Regions from separate parts of the Mus musculus genome. Here regions 2 and 3 are each linked to region 1. Evidence: chromatin contacts called from public HiChIP or PLAC-seq and promoter capture Hi-C data. All regions are on one chromosome and are shown on one strand. The core of a region is the stretch at or near the end of the contact, and the rest is flanking DNA. Distances in the headings are between cores, read along the strand shown. Region 1 holds the start of Ncoa3 (nuclear receptor coactivator 3). Region 2 holds the start of Ube2v1 (ubiquitin-conjugating enzyme E2 variant 1). Region 3 holds the start of Stau1 (staufen double-stranded RNA binding protein 1).

Region 1 (4,452 bases), core at 1,281-3,780:
TAAGCAATAAGGATGCACATGATGCTCAGACATACATATAGACAAAATACTCACACACATAAAAATAAAATAATCTTTAAAAAAGACAATCTTGATTATATGCTGAAGTTTGTGTTTTGAAGTCCTCTTTAAAGGGTGTTTTCTGATGAAAATGTCCTCCGTAACTGCTTACAATTAGAGCTGCCCCTTTTGCCTACAATCCCCAGCTATAAAATGTACTTCCTTCTATATGCTGAAAGCTAGCATGTGCCTTTTTGTTTTTTAATGCTGATTGGACAATTAAGTCTTTTCTATCAACATATAAAATACTCTATAATTTGGGATCACAGGCAGTTTAGATTACTGCTCATTTAAATTCAGAACCTGAAGCTACCTCCAGCAACACAGGAGCTACAGTGGTCGGTATCACTTTACATGTTACAAACAGAGGCTTCATCTTACAATGAAGCCTCAGGGTTCTACATCCCACAGACTATTATTTCTTTAAGGGTTTTAATACAGCAAACAGCAGTAGCACTAAATTCAACAGCCTAACAACTATTGAGATTTTTTAAATTCATGTCAATCAGTGCACTAGGTGGATGCCTGATGTCCACAGAGGCCAGAAGAGGGCGACCGATCCCCTGGAACTGGAGCCATAGATGGTTGCTGGATGCTGCGGGTCAATACCAGGTCCTCTAGTAGAGCAGTAACCAATGTTCTTAAAGCTCTGAGCCATCTCTCCAGCTCCTGCAAGTTTAAAATAGCAAAAAAAGAAAACACTACCCCTCCCCAGCCCCCGTTCCTGCTCTCAGTATATACCAGCTGGGGTTTGTTTCTAATGAAAATACTTTAGTCTTTAGTTCCAAAGCCAAACTTACTGCAAGAAATGCTAACAGTCATTGCCACAGACAGGGTTTCTAGTGGAAGAGATTCCTTTTTCAGTATTTTCAGACCTTTTCAGTTGGGTATCCGATGTGGAAAAAACCTATTCTGAATACTTGATAACCATTTAAGGTTTTAAAAGAACAAACGGCTCACAAACTCAGAGGTTTGCACTGCCCTGTTAGTCCACAGCCGTATCTGCTGAAGATCTGAATGCATGCACCCTTAGCTCCAGCAACTCATTTCTGCAACAACCTGCAGGAACAAATGCTGAGGCTTTGGCGCAGCAGAGATCTGTCAACCAAGCCGAGGGTCCCCGACATTTAAATCTCAGTCCAGAAACCCTGATACAGGACCTCTCATCTTATTCGTCCACCTAGCCCTTCAGCAGACAGGGGACTGACTCGCCTTCCTGGTTTTTAACCTCACAAGCTTAATTACAAAAACAAGTTGGCTTTGAAGCGCTACTCAGAAACTGCAACCAAAAAAAAAAAAAAAGGAAGTCTTCGCATTTGGGAGGGGGAAAAAGTTTCTCGACTTAAAGACACTTTCCAACCTTCCAGTGTCATACAGTGTGGAGTCCTAGGCTCCTGCTCCGCGGGCCTACGATGCTCTGGCCTCTCCGAGCTGCTCTCCTGCTTAACTTTTCCACCCTAGCCACCCTCAAGCTGCCTAGGGAAGTAGCACTGCCTCCCACTTCATTTAAACTACTGCAAACAGAATCAATGAACGAACCTAGACTGGGAATTTCAGAAGATGAAAGCGACCTCGATGATAGCCGACACAAGACGGCAGAGCCCCTATCCACGCCGCACAGAGAGGGAGAGACCCCACACTCATCCCATACAGACGGCCGACCCTGCATCCACGCTACACACACCTCGGACTCCTCATCCGCCAAGCATCCACCCTGGAGACATCGCGGACCCCGCATCCACCCGGTCCTCGCCCCGCACAGACCGCAGACCTTGCACTCACCCCTCGCACCTCCACTCACCCGGCACACACCAGCACACACCTCGCACACCGCACTCAGCTCCCTCGCCCAGCATCCACCCTGCAGACCCCCACACGCAGCCTGCATCCACCCCACACACCTGGCGGACTCCGGGGCCACCCAACACACCTGGCACAACCCGCAGACCCCCACATCCATGCCACACACCCCGCACACGCCACAGACCCCACTCTCACCCCGCACACACCCCGCGGGCACCGCACACTCCGTGTCCGCCGCGCCCGCTCGCAGCGGAGCCGCAGCTTCGGCCGGAGGAGCCGCCCGTGTCCGCTCCGCCGGGCGGCGCCGGCGGGAAGAGGAGACTCGGCTGAGCTTCTCCGACCCGAGATTCGGCGGGGGGAGCCCCAGCGGCAAGCAGAGGCCGCGGCCGCGAACTCCTCGCGACCCTGCACGGGCCCCGGAGCCCAGCGCCGCCCGCGCGATCCCTGTCGCCTGCGCCGCGCGTTACTGGCGACCCCAGGACCCCCGCCTCAGGCCATGCCGCCGGCCTCGCCCGCCGCTCGCCACTGCCTTTCTCTCCACTCACCGCTCGCCGCCATCTTCCCCAACGCTGTTCTCGATCGGAAACTCACAGCTCAGCCCCGGCCGCCGACACCGACTCCGCCGAGGCCGCCGCCGGCGCTCTGAGGAGCTGAGGCAGCCGCCGCTGAAGCCGCGGCGCGGGGGCCGCCGGGATTTGTAGTCCCGCGGCCACGCCCAGCACTACGGGTCCCAGGGGGCCGTGCGCGAGGCAGGGGGCGTGGCCGCGAGGCCTGGGTTCCCCTCAGCTCACCCAGCCGCTGGAGGTGAAGAGGACGTTCTGGGTTCGTTTTCCCGTTTGCCTGTCTCCATCCTGGAATTCCTGACTTCAATGGAGTGTTCATTGTGCGCCAAGCACCGTCCCACAAGACCAGTAGCTGAGGGGGCGTTGTCCTTACTTTTCAGAGGAGCAAACTGAGGCCCGAGGTCAGGAGCCCTGCTAAGTCACTGACTTGAAAAGGTTTCGGGCCTTGCGGTGATGGCACACGCCTTTAATCCCAGCACTCAGGAGGCAGAGGCAGGCGGATTTCTGAGTTCGAGGCCAGCCTGATCTACAAAGTGAGTTCCAGGACAGCCAGGGCTATACAGAAACCCTGTCTCGAAGGAAAAAAAAAGGTTTTGGCTCACAAGGTGTTGGTCCTCAGGTTTGGTCTCTGCGTATTGTGATTTAAACCAGAGAACAGCTTGCTTTACAGTGGGAATTACTGAGAGACAGCACCTTAACCAAGAACATCTTAAACTCGGTGCCACCAAAGGTGACTCAAACTGTCACGCCATGTCCCCGATAGGATGCAGTGCAGAAAGCAGAAAACTACCAAGTTAAGTGACCTGAATCTAACGGAATAGGAAAATAAATAAATAAATAATTTTTTAAAAAATTAAAGCGCAGAATGTGCAGCATTCTACAGAACCAGCCTCTCCTCCAAGAAAACCGATGGTAGCAAGTGAAGGCAATCCCAGTGACCCCATGGCTCCGGGGCAGAAACAGAAGAAACAAAAACTCAAAGTCCTCCTTCAAAGCAGGGATTTAAAGCCAAGTTGGGGATGGGGGTGAGGGGAGTCTGACCAAAATAAATAAGGCCAAAGTTAAATTCAATAAATGTAGGCCAGGCTAGACTCCAGTTTAGAAACCTGGCTGCCTCTGCCTCCCTAGTGCTGGATTAAAGGCATGCACTAGCAACCCCGGTTTATGGATAGTTCTTAGGTAAAAAGAACTTGTAAAGGAATTTGGAGTTAATGGGAAAAAATAGAGGACGTCTTGGGACACAACTGTATAAAATGTCTTCAGTGTGAATAAGACTAACCCTATCCTGAGGTTCTGCTGTCACCTCAAGGATTTCCCACCTGCACTACTTTACTGTTCTGCAAGTGTCCACTGTTTACCCTTGGAGTTATTCCCACAGCAGCCAAGTCCCAAACCTGGTGTGGTGGTGCACACCCTTAATCCCTGTACTCAGAAGGCAGAGGCAAGTGGATCTCTGAGTTCCAGGCCATCCAGGGCTACATAGAGAAATCTAATCTTAAAACTAAAAATAGTAATAATAATTCTAAATGTAACAAAAGTACATTAAAATAAATAATTACTGATTCAAGCACAGTACTGTACTAAAATTTTATCCATATTCAGACATATACATAATCTTTATATATGTATATGTTGAGAGCATAACAGATATGAACAGTAAAAAAATAATTCAATTGTTTCAGTAAAAGATCCAAAAAGAAGGCAGACATGCCGCTGCTTTGGGTGGGGTAAGCAGGTGACCCTGCAACAGCATCTGGCCGGTGCTAGAGCCAAAATTTAAAGTAGCTGATTGACTTGCTCAGGTAGATAATCAGCGAAGATGCTGCCTTCATCCTTCATCCTTCCCTGTTTGCCCAGACCACTCCTCCATGAAGGGATTGACTTGTGTCCCTTCTTCGAATTAGGCTTGGTTCTAAGACTGTTGCCCCAAGGAAACACAAGTCACAGGCCTAGAGCTTGAGAATGCTGCCAGCTCCTACTTCCTCCTTCCTGGCCCCAACTCTAGCTCTATGAGAATCCAGAGGGA
Region 2 (4,452 bases), core at 1,150-3,649, 1.6 Mb before region 1:
GTTGTGTTTTGGCCGTCACTTCACCTATTGGCCCAGATCCTGTTTTCTCACCTTCCTTTCCTGTCTTTTCTGAGACAGAATCCTTCCTTCGCCCTGGCCTGGAATTTCCTATCAAAGATTTTTTTTTTTTTACTGCTATGTTTATGAAGGTTTGCTGTACGCATGGATACATGCGTGCCTGATGTCTAAGAGGTCAGAACAGCAGTTGTATCGGTGCTGGGAATTGAACCTGGGTGCTTAGCAAGAGCAATAAATGCTTGAAACTGTCGAGACATCTCTCGAGCCCCCAGCCTCCTTTTCCTCATCTTTAAAATGGAACCATTCTTAGCAGTGCCTGGCATTTATACGTGGCTTAGCAAATGCCAGATTTCCTGCCGCACCCGCATCCTCTCATCGTCCAGGGTATTTATCAAAGCATAGAGTGAGACTAGCCCCTTTTCAGAATGTTGAACCAGATACTAGGTGCTTCAAACCTCTGGGGGTGTACTTTGTTGTTAGAGTCAGCGTCTTGACCATGTATTCTAGGCAGGCCCCAACTCTCCAGCCTCCAGCCTCAGCCTCCCTACTGCTGCAATTACAGGGGTGCTATCTTTACAAACCTCTCAGCAGAAGCCACCCAAAAAGATTCACAATGAAGACCCAAATCTAGAGACTCTCACTTCTGAAGTGAGTCAGCCTCCAGAGACAAATGCTTGCTCTAGGTCCCAGTGCTTTAGAGTGGCTCGAAACCCGGAGCGAATGTTGTCTGTGCGTCCAAAGGACGCTTTGTGTCATGTGACATGTGAAGCAAAGGCAAGCTATATGGCAAGCAGCTGGAACTCCTGGCATCTCAAGAGCCTCCAGAGACGATTACAATAGGAGAGCCCAAAGGCTCTGAGGACAGGGAGACCATGTGAGGTTCCAGCAGCCTCGAGAAGAGGCAGAGACACGCTAGAGAGGCCCTGCATGTGTCATAAGGTCAAGGCTAGAGTGAGGCTGTCGTAGTATTGTGGACTCAAACCTGCAGACACTTCGGCAAGCAGGTACAATATTGGGAAACAGGGAAAGCCTTCATAAATACAAGGCCACAGACACGTCACGGCCCCCAGCATAGCCCCAGCCCCGGGAGCAGAGCCTCAGTGTATTGTGCACTCACCCTTCCCAGTTTACCTAGAGACCTGGTTCCCTCTGTTCTGTGGGACAGACTCCTAGGCTGGTGTGCATCTTCTGCAGGACGGTAGTTCTGAGCTTACCACGTACTTCCTCAAGAGGAAATGCAGTGGAGCTACCTAGAATACACCAAACAGATGACAAATGGAATGTTCCAGGAATGTCTCCAGCTTCCTTGCCCCTCTGCTGTCCCTCTTAGCAGTATAATCTGCAGCCTATCTGGCTACTTCATCCTCGATTTCCAAGTCCCCTTAAGGGTTTCACATCAAAGGTGGCTTTGTGATGGGTTTACTCTATATGCAGACAAGTGTCTTCAGACCTTTGCAGGAGGCCTTTTCTGATTCTTCCTGGTGCCCTTTATAGGTTTGTCCCCTATCTTATCATAGGTAAAATGTATATTTATCTATTTATATTGGCTTACTTGTTCTCTGTCCAACTAGAATGTAGCAATTGAGAAGAGAATCTCATTTCGTGGAGACATTGCCATGTCCGGCACCAAGCACAGTTCTCCCACATAATTCCATCTCTAAGAAGAACTCTAAAACACAAGCCTGCAACCCCAGCATGAGGCAGAAGCCGAAGAATCAGACAGCCAAGGTCATCCTCTGTATAGTGGGCTCTTGGACAGCTGAGTTGAGAGCATGTCTCGAACAAAACCCCTAAACAAACAAACAAACAAACAAACAAGCAGAATGCATGTCTCAAGGTTGGTGGTTCTCAAGCCCCTAGCTGCACCTTGTCCCTACATGCTTCAGGCCCCAGAACAGCAACAGTGCCGGAAACAAGATTGTACTGGCCCACAATTTGACGCATTCAGGCCTTTCGGTGTTATTTTTCTCCATATACCCCATAACAAAGATCATCTGGCTTGGGGTCAAATTCTGACTCAGCTACTTAGCAGTTGAGTTGAACTTCATCTCTCGCGGTTTCATTTTCGCTACGTGGTGAGGACACAGGGGGACGGAAACAGCCTGGGAACAGGCGCGGGGCTCCACAGCCCTTCCCCCCCATTCTATTCTCCCGGAAGCGCACGGTCACCCCGGGGCCCTCGAGCCGAGCACCTGCACGCCTCCCCCGCGCTCGGGCTGGGCGGGGCTTGCAGGTTGCCCCGCCCTCATGCTCGCTCACTGAAGACTCGGGCAAAGCCCTTCCCGCCCGGCTCCTGCGACCCCGAGCGGGCGTCAGCGGCACCGTTTGCGGCTGCGCCTACACCTGCGCCTGCGCACTAGCGCCCGGAGAAAAACTCAAGGGGGGGTGAAGAAGGGGCCGGCCTTCGAGCGACAGCGACGCAAGATGGCAGCCACCACAGGCTCGGGTGAGCGGGGGCGCCGGGCGTGCTGGCGGACGGGGCGCGGGCTCCCTGGGCTTGGTCCCGGTCTAGCGGAGGCCATGGTGGCCGGGACAGGGCTCCGCGCTGTCCCTGCGGCTGCGTTTGGCTGCTCGGCCGGGCCTGGGACCATCAGGCGGCGGCCGGAAGCCCGGGCGGGGGCAGCCGGGCCGTGGGCGGTGCGGCCAAGCCGGAGGCTCGGGCGCCTCCGGGGGGCGGGGGGTGGGGGAGAGGCCGGCAGAGGGGCCGAGTGTGCTCGGGAATGCCCGGGCGAGGTCCCGCTGGGAGCTGGCCCGGGCGACTGGGAGCCGGGAATGCCCGGCGGGGGTACGCGGGCGCAACCCTAGGGAACACGCACGGAGCCTCGCGGGCCGCAGGCGAGGCCGCCGGGGCCCCGCGTCAATTTAGGGTCGGGGCTGCTCTCATCGTGGTGGTCGCTTCCCAGGGAAATCCGGGCACCTGCACGGGCTGAGCCCGGGCGTTCTGCCGTGGGAGCAGGCCTGGGTTGCAGAGACCAGGGATAGGTTTCAGAAGGCGCGCTGGGAGCCGAGCGCCGCGTTGGATGGGCACGAGCAGGTGCCTAGGAAGCCCTGGTGTGTGTGTCGGGGGGTGGGGTGGGGTCTGTTGGGGCGTGTCGCCATTGGGAAGGCTCCTGCAGTGGGGAGAATGGGATGGGGTGCAGTCCCGCAGATGCTGCTTTTAGAGAAGAAAAACCTCTTCCTGCGGGGAGCGGATGGAGGAAGTGCCTGTCACTCCTAATCCTTCTGCGAATTGGGGGAAAATATGTGGGTTCAACTCAGAAACTCTCCATTATCTGGATGGGTAGGAGAGGAGCAGTGAAATGAGAGCCCTTGGATCAAATGGAAGGGATAGCAAGAGGGTAAAGGGGATGCTCTTAGGGGAGAAGCTCTTGTCGGTCTCTGATGGGCTAAGAAGAGAAGGCCAGATGGGGAGACCCGAAGGGTCTGCTGCCTTAGAACCGGCAACCTGTACTTGATTATGAGCCATGGACTCTGGCAGGCTAGAGAAGGTGGAGTGGGTTTGGTGAAGGAGATCCCCCGGGGTCTGGGAAGGCATGGGAGTCTGCTTTTCCAATGAAGGATTCAGGAGAGAGTGGGTGCTCCCTTCTGGTGTGGGGCTATATCCTCGGGAGTCTGTTGGTGGAGGTGAGCAAGGGGTAAGGACAGGCCACCAGCCTAGGCACTGGTGTTTTGGGGCTGTGAGGCCACCAGAGGAGATGTTGTGGGGTGGGAAGCAGAGAGGTGCTGCCTGCAGTGACCCACCACACAGTGCCTGGTGTGTCCTGGAGAAGACTGCGGAGCCAAGTCAGTCCATTTCCTGACAAACACATGGCGGTGGGCACTTGGGAAGACCCAGTCTGCCACAGGCTGTACTGGGGTGGGATGCAGGGTATCTCGCAGAGAGGTGCCAGGCAGCCAGTACTGGGGTGGCCCTACCAGTCAGCACTGCTTGTCCTTGCTTTAGGACATCTCAGGATCCGGTTTGACAGCCACTTCTAACTTCTGAGGCCCTGCCCGTGCCTCAGGAGTGCAGATAGAAACAGCAGCTCAGCAGCAGCTGCTGTGTACAGAATCCAGAAGAGTTTGGGCTGGGTGAGGCTCAGTGCTAGAGTGATCTGACCAGCAAGTCGGAGGCCCTGGATTCCATCCCTAGCTCCATGAAAAGAAGGAAGCGCACATAGCACAGCTTAGATAGCATAGGAAGGCTTTAGGGAACCCAGAAACAGGCGTTCCTCAGCGCCTGTCTAGTCCACAGATGGTTCCTGGGGCCTCTTGTGTCCTGTTACTAGTAGCAGACAAGGTAGACAGAGCACTGTCTTTAGGTTTCATTCAAACCAGACAGAAGGCCATTCAGGATGGAAATAAAGTGACTCCAAAAAGCAGGAAGTGCTCTGAAGAAAATTGTGTGCTGTGATGAGCGAGTCTGATGAGGAGGGGGCAGGCTTCTCTCAGGGC
Region 3 (4,452 bases), core at 1,268-3,767, 1.0 Mb before region 1:
TATTTTTGTAATTTTGTTACTAGCTCTCACATGTAGCCCTGGCTGAGCCTCAAACTTGCTCTGTAGACCAGGATGGCTTTGAACTCAGAGATCTGCCCTCCTCTGCCTCTCTTGTGCTGGGATTAAAGGTGTGTGCTGCCATACCAGACTGGGTTTGTTTGTTTTTTTTTTTAGATTTATTTATTTATTTATTTATTATATGTAAGTACTGTAGCTGACTTCAGACACACCAGAAGAGGGCATCAGATCTCATTATGGGTGGTTGTGAGCCACCATGTGGTTGCTGGGATTTGAACTTTGGACCTTCGGAAGAGCAGTCGGGTGCTCTTACCCACTGAGCCATCTCACCAGCCCAGGGTTTGTTTTTATGTAAAGAATACCTTGGACATTAGTTAGGCATAGTGGTACACACCTGTAATCCGAGCTATTGAGAGACTGTGAGGCAGGAGGATCATCTAGAACAGCGGTTCTTAACCTGTGGGTCTCAGTCCCTTTGGGGCCAAACAACCCTTTCACAGGGGTGGGATATCAGATATTTACATCATGGTTCACAACAGTAGCAAAATTACAGTTGTGAAGTAACAACACAAATAATTTTATGGTTGGGGTCACCACAGCATGAGGAACTGTGTTAAAGCACCACTGTGTTAGGAAGGCTGAGAACCACTGCTCCAGAGGCAGAGGCCAGCTTGGGCAGCATAGCAAAACTTTGTGCAAACAAACCAAAATTAAAGAATACAATCTATGCTGGGGGGATGGTGGCACGCACCTTTAGTCCTAGCACTCCGGAGGCAGAGGCAGGAGGATCTCTGTGAGTTTGAAGCCAGTGTGGTATACAGAGGGAGTTCCAGGAGAGCCAGGGCTACACAGTGAAACTGGGGTGGGAGAGTTCATTAATTTAAGCTGGCCGTGTGGTGGTGGCACACACCTTTAATTCCAGCACCCAGGAGGCAGAGGTATTCTGATCTCTCCAAATTTGAGGCCAGCCAGAGCTAAATAGTAAGACCCCATTTCAAACAAAACAAAACCCAAAAAACAAAAAACAAACAAACAAAAAAAACCCCAAACCCACCAAAATTGATTATTTTGTGCGTAAATACGCACATTTTACCCGGTGGGCATCTTCACTGCCCTAACTGCCTATGTGTTGCTTACTTAGCGGAGTTGGCTGGGAACTGGAAGGAACGGCTGGTTCTGGAACTCAGTGTCACTGGGTTTTACAAAAAGCAAACTAAGAAGACTTAATTCAGATAAAGGCGCCCCCCAGTGTCTCTGCAAGTCAGAGGAGGGTCTTTTTAGCTACAGCAGACGTCATCATGAATTCATGCAAAGTCAGCCACAGTGCCTTGGCAAGGAGACTGGGCTGTTAGGCATGCTATTTTTATTTATTTATTTGTTTGTTTGTTTGTGTTTCCAGACACCACCAACTGGCTAGGTTTTTTTTTTTTTCCCCTTTTGGGGTAGGGATGGAACCCGGAGTCTTGGGTATCTAGCTATGATGTTTACCTAGGTGCATCAACCACAGGCACCACTTAAAATAAGCCCAGAGGGGGGCTACAGAGATGGCTCAGCGGTTAAGAGCACTGACTGCTCTTCTAAAGGTCCTGAGTTCAATTCCCAGCAACCACATGGTGGCTCACAACCATCCATAATGAGATCTGATGCCCTCTTCACAATGTACTTACAAATAATAATAAATAAATCTTAAAAAAAAAAAAAGCCCAGAGGATGCCAGCGACTCAGCTCCCACAACCTCCGGTAAGGACCCCATCTAATTCTAAAGACCTGTCTCCCCCGCTACATAAAAGGGTTGCTACATAAAAGGGTTGCTATAGGGCTGGAGAGATAGGTGGCTAACAGTTAAGAACACTTGAAGAGGATCTACCTCACAACTGCCTGAAACTCCTACACCAGGCAGGCAACGCCAGCACTGGACTCCGTGGATGCCTGAACTCAAAACACCAAGGCAAGAAAACCCAAGCTATAAGACTAGTGAAGATGGAGCTGAGCGGTAGAAGTTTGCTTCAATCCCCAGGACTACACTAAACAAGCCCACACCAGCCTCTTGTCCACAGAACCACACTCAGTTTAGAGCTGCGGGAAAGGAACCAGACAGCACTTGTGCTTGTCTGTTTTCGGCTCAGACTTCATTTACTCTGACTTCCCCAGTAAACTCCATAAGGGCAGGGACTTGTGCATTCTCACTGTATTCTCAGCTTTCGGTCTTGCACGCAGCAGCAGGTTAACAAAAGTTAGCGTAGGGAAAAAGGGGTGACTGTAGGAAGGGAACAGAAAGCCTAGAAAAGAAAGGAAGCGAGGCCTGTATTCCCTGCCGAGACCGAGCTCCTGGGAAACTACAACTCCCAACATGCCTCGGACCCAGCGCAGCCGTGCCCGGCCCTTGTGGGCCTTGCGTGCCTAGAGAGCGCATGCGGGACGCGGCGCCCGCTGGGACTTGTGGTTCCTGCCGCGGTGTGTAGGGGGTGGGGCCGGCATGGAGGCGGGCGGGGGCCGGGGGCGGGCGCGGCCCCTCCCCCGTCACTTCCTGCCAGGCTGCGGGCCCCGAGCCGCTCTTCAGCGTTTGCGCTGGCTGTCGTCGCGTCTGTGTGCGCTCCCCCTTCTTCTGAGCCCCGGCCTGGCGGCGCCCGCCTTCGCCTCCGCCACTCCGCCTCTTCCCTCCTCTGGTCGGTCCCTTTTTCCTCGCCGTCTTCACTTGCTTCTTCACCTCCTCGCCGCCGCCCAAGACCGCCGGCCCCGGGACGAGCTCTGGGGAAGCAGCCAGGTAAGGCGGCCGGTCCGGGCCGGGTCGGAGCGGGTCGCGGAAGGACCCACGCAGGCACGGCGTCAGCGGGAGGTGGGCGGCGGGTGGGCTAGGCCTTGCGGGCGCGCGAGCCGCGGCCCAGGCCCGTCTCCGCCTGCGGGGCCTTCCCGGAGGAGGCGGGCCCTCCGCGCCGCTCGTGGGCCCTGTGCCGGAGTTAACGCGGGGGGCGCGGGCGGGCAGGGGCAGCGTCGGTCCGGAGGCCCCCCGGGTTTCGGTGCTATGCACAGTGTCGCGGCCAGTGCCGAGCCGCGGGATGAGGTGCCAATTCCCGGCTCGGCCCCCTTCGTCAGTCACTTCGTATTCTTTGTGTCTCTGTTATGAGGGGGAGAAGGAGGGGGAATAGTATTAATCCTGTCCCAACCCGGTCCCTGCCTCTTCAGGCTGTGAAGTTGTGCAGTGAAATGGGGCGTGTAAAGTGCTTATCAGTGTGCCAGACCCACGTCGTGTCCCAATAAGCCGTTTGCATAATTTATTAAGATGATATGAAGGTATAATTTAGGGTGCAGACGGAACATAAGTTGACCTTCCTTTCCACTAGGGTTTTCTCCGAGGCAGAAGAATCCCGCGTGCCCACTGGCAGTGCCTGAGCATTGTGCTCGCTTGGCACCAGAGAGGGGCGGGCGCTTAATGGGGACACTGTAGCAGACAGGGTATGGATGTAAAGCCATCATCATGTCTGTGAAACCAGCTGTAGGGACTTCACCGGCTCCCCTAGGCTCCGCACCCTGTCCCATGTCTCCCTGCCACCATCCAGAACCTTATTGCCATTCCTTTTTATGAGAAAGTTGCTGGCATAAGCTTCTCTTGGGTTTAGCAGACCTTTTTGGAGCCTTCTTGTGTGTCAGGCTCTGGAGGTGGAGTATGCAAAGATTCGAAAACCGTGGTTTCCTGGTTCGCATCTGTAGCTCTTAACTTTCTTTAGCTGAGGCCCTCCCTAGTTATCAGTTTCTCTTAAGCTCTGGCCTCACCTCCCTACTTATGGGCGAAGCTTTTATTTTGTTCCGTTTTGCGTTTTGCCCATTGTATTGTATGCCTTTTTTAAGGTCACTGTTTTCAATTGCTTGTAGCTGTAATAATTCTGTTTGCTTGCTTGCTTGCTTGCTTGCTTGAGACGTGGTTTCTCGGCACAGTCCTGGCTCTCCTGGAAGAAGAAGCTTGTGCTGTAGACCAGGCTGAGTAGCGGTAATTCTTGAGAATTGGAAGTGTTGGAAGAGATTTAAACTGGGATTTTGATCTTTCAGGGATTTGTACTTACCAAATGTAAATTACATCACTACTTGTTGAAGCAAAAACTAAAAATACATTTGGGGAGTGTGGAGGAAGAAGTCTTGGCCATTCTAGTGAACTTTTAGGAGACTGTCTTTATTCTGACTCAGCCTTGATTTTCTTTAGTAAGATTAAGTAACTTTTTTTTAATTTATTTTTTATTTTTTTATTTTTTGTTTTTTCCAGACAGGGTTTCTCTGTATAGCCCTGGCTGTCCTGGAACTCACTCTGTAGACCAGGCTGGCCTCAAACTCAGAAATCCGCCTGCCTCTGCCTCCCAAGTGCTGGGATTAAACGTGCGTGCTACCATTTTATTTTTGAGCATTATATCAGCAGCAGCTGTTGTGGAAGTCAGAGCACAACTT

Evidence for each region. Promoter capture Hi-C pulls out the DNA fragments that hold promoters and counts their contacts. HiChIP or PLAC-seq counts read pairs in DNA pulled down with a chosen protein or histone mark.
Region 2: a promoter capture Hi-C map of pre-B cells shows a contact between it and region 1, with 3 times the contacts expected there. The contact joins the promoter of Ube2v1 here to the promoter of Ncoa3 in region 1. A contact is called at or near these places in 1 of 39 promoter capture datasets (pre-B cells), 1 of 115 datasets of contacts at active chromatin or transcription factors (microglia) and 1 of 9 other capture datasets (adipose tissue).
Region 3: an H3K4me3 HiChIP or PLAC-seq map of bone marrow-derived macrophages shows a contact between it and region 1, with 7 times the contacts expected there. The contact joins the promoter of Stau1 here to the promoter of Ncoa3 in region 1. A contact is called at or near these places in 2 of 39 promoter capture datasets (liver and pre-B cells), 3 of 115 datasets of contacts at active chromatin or transcription factors (astrocytes, bone marrow-derived macrophages and pancreatic cancer cells) and 1 of 9 other capture datasets (liver).

Annotation. Positions count from the first base shown.
Region 1 is chr2:165,990,715-165,995,166 of GRCm38.p6, reverse strand. It overlaps Ncoa3 (nuclear receptor coactivator 3), which reads right to left and starts at 2,530. Exons shown (of 23, transcript NM_008679.3): 1 at 2,409-2,530. It overlaps LOC115489489 (soluble scavenger receptor cysteine-rich domain-containing protein SSC5D-like), which reads left to right and starts at 1,386. Exons shown (of 2, transcript XM_030252296.1): 1 at 1,386-2,827. The coding sequence starts at 1,473. The coding sequence ends at 2,564.
Region 2 is chr2:167,629,952-167,634,403 of GRCm38.p6, reverse strand. Ube2v1 (ubiquitin-conjugating enzyme E2 variant 1) reads left to right here and starts at 2,399. Exons shown (of 4, transcript NM_023230.2): 1 at 2,399-2,464. The coding sequence starts at 2,443. Gm31852 (a long non-coding RNA gene) reads right to left here and starts at 1,930. Exons shown (of 3, transcript XR_375265.4): 1 at 1,571-1,930; 2 at 1,150-1,268.
Region 3 is chr2:166,994,364-166,998,815 of GRCm38.p6, reverse strand. It overlaps Stau1 (staufen double-stranded RNA binding protein 1), which reads left to right and starts at 2,517. Exons shown (of 12, transcript NM_001109906.2): 1 at 2,517-2,782.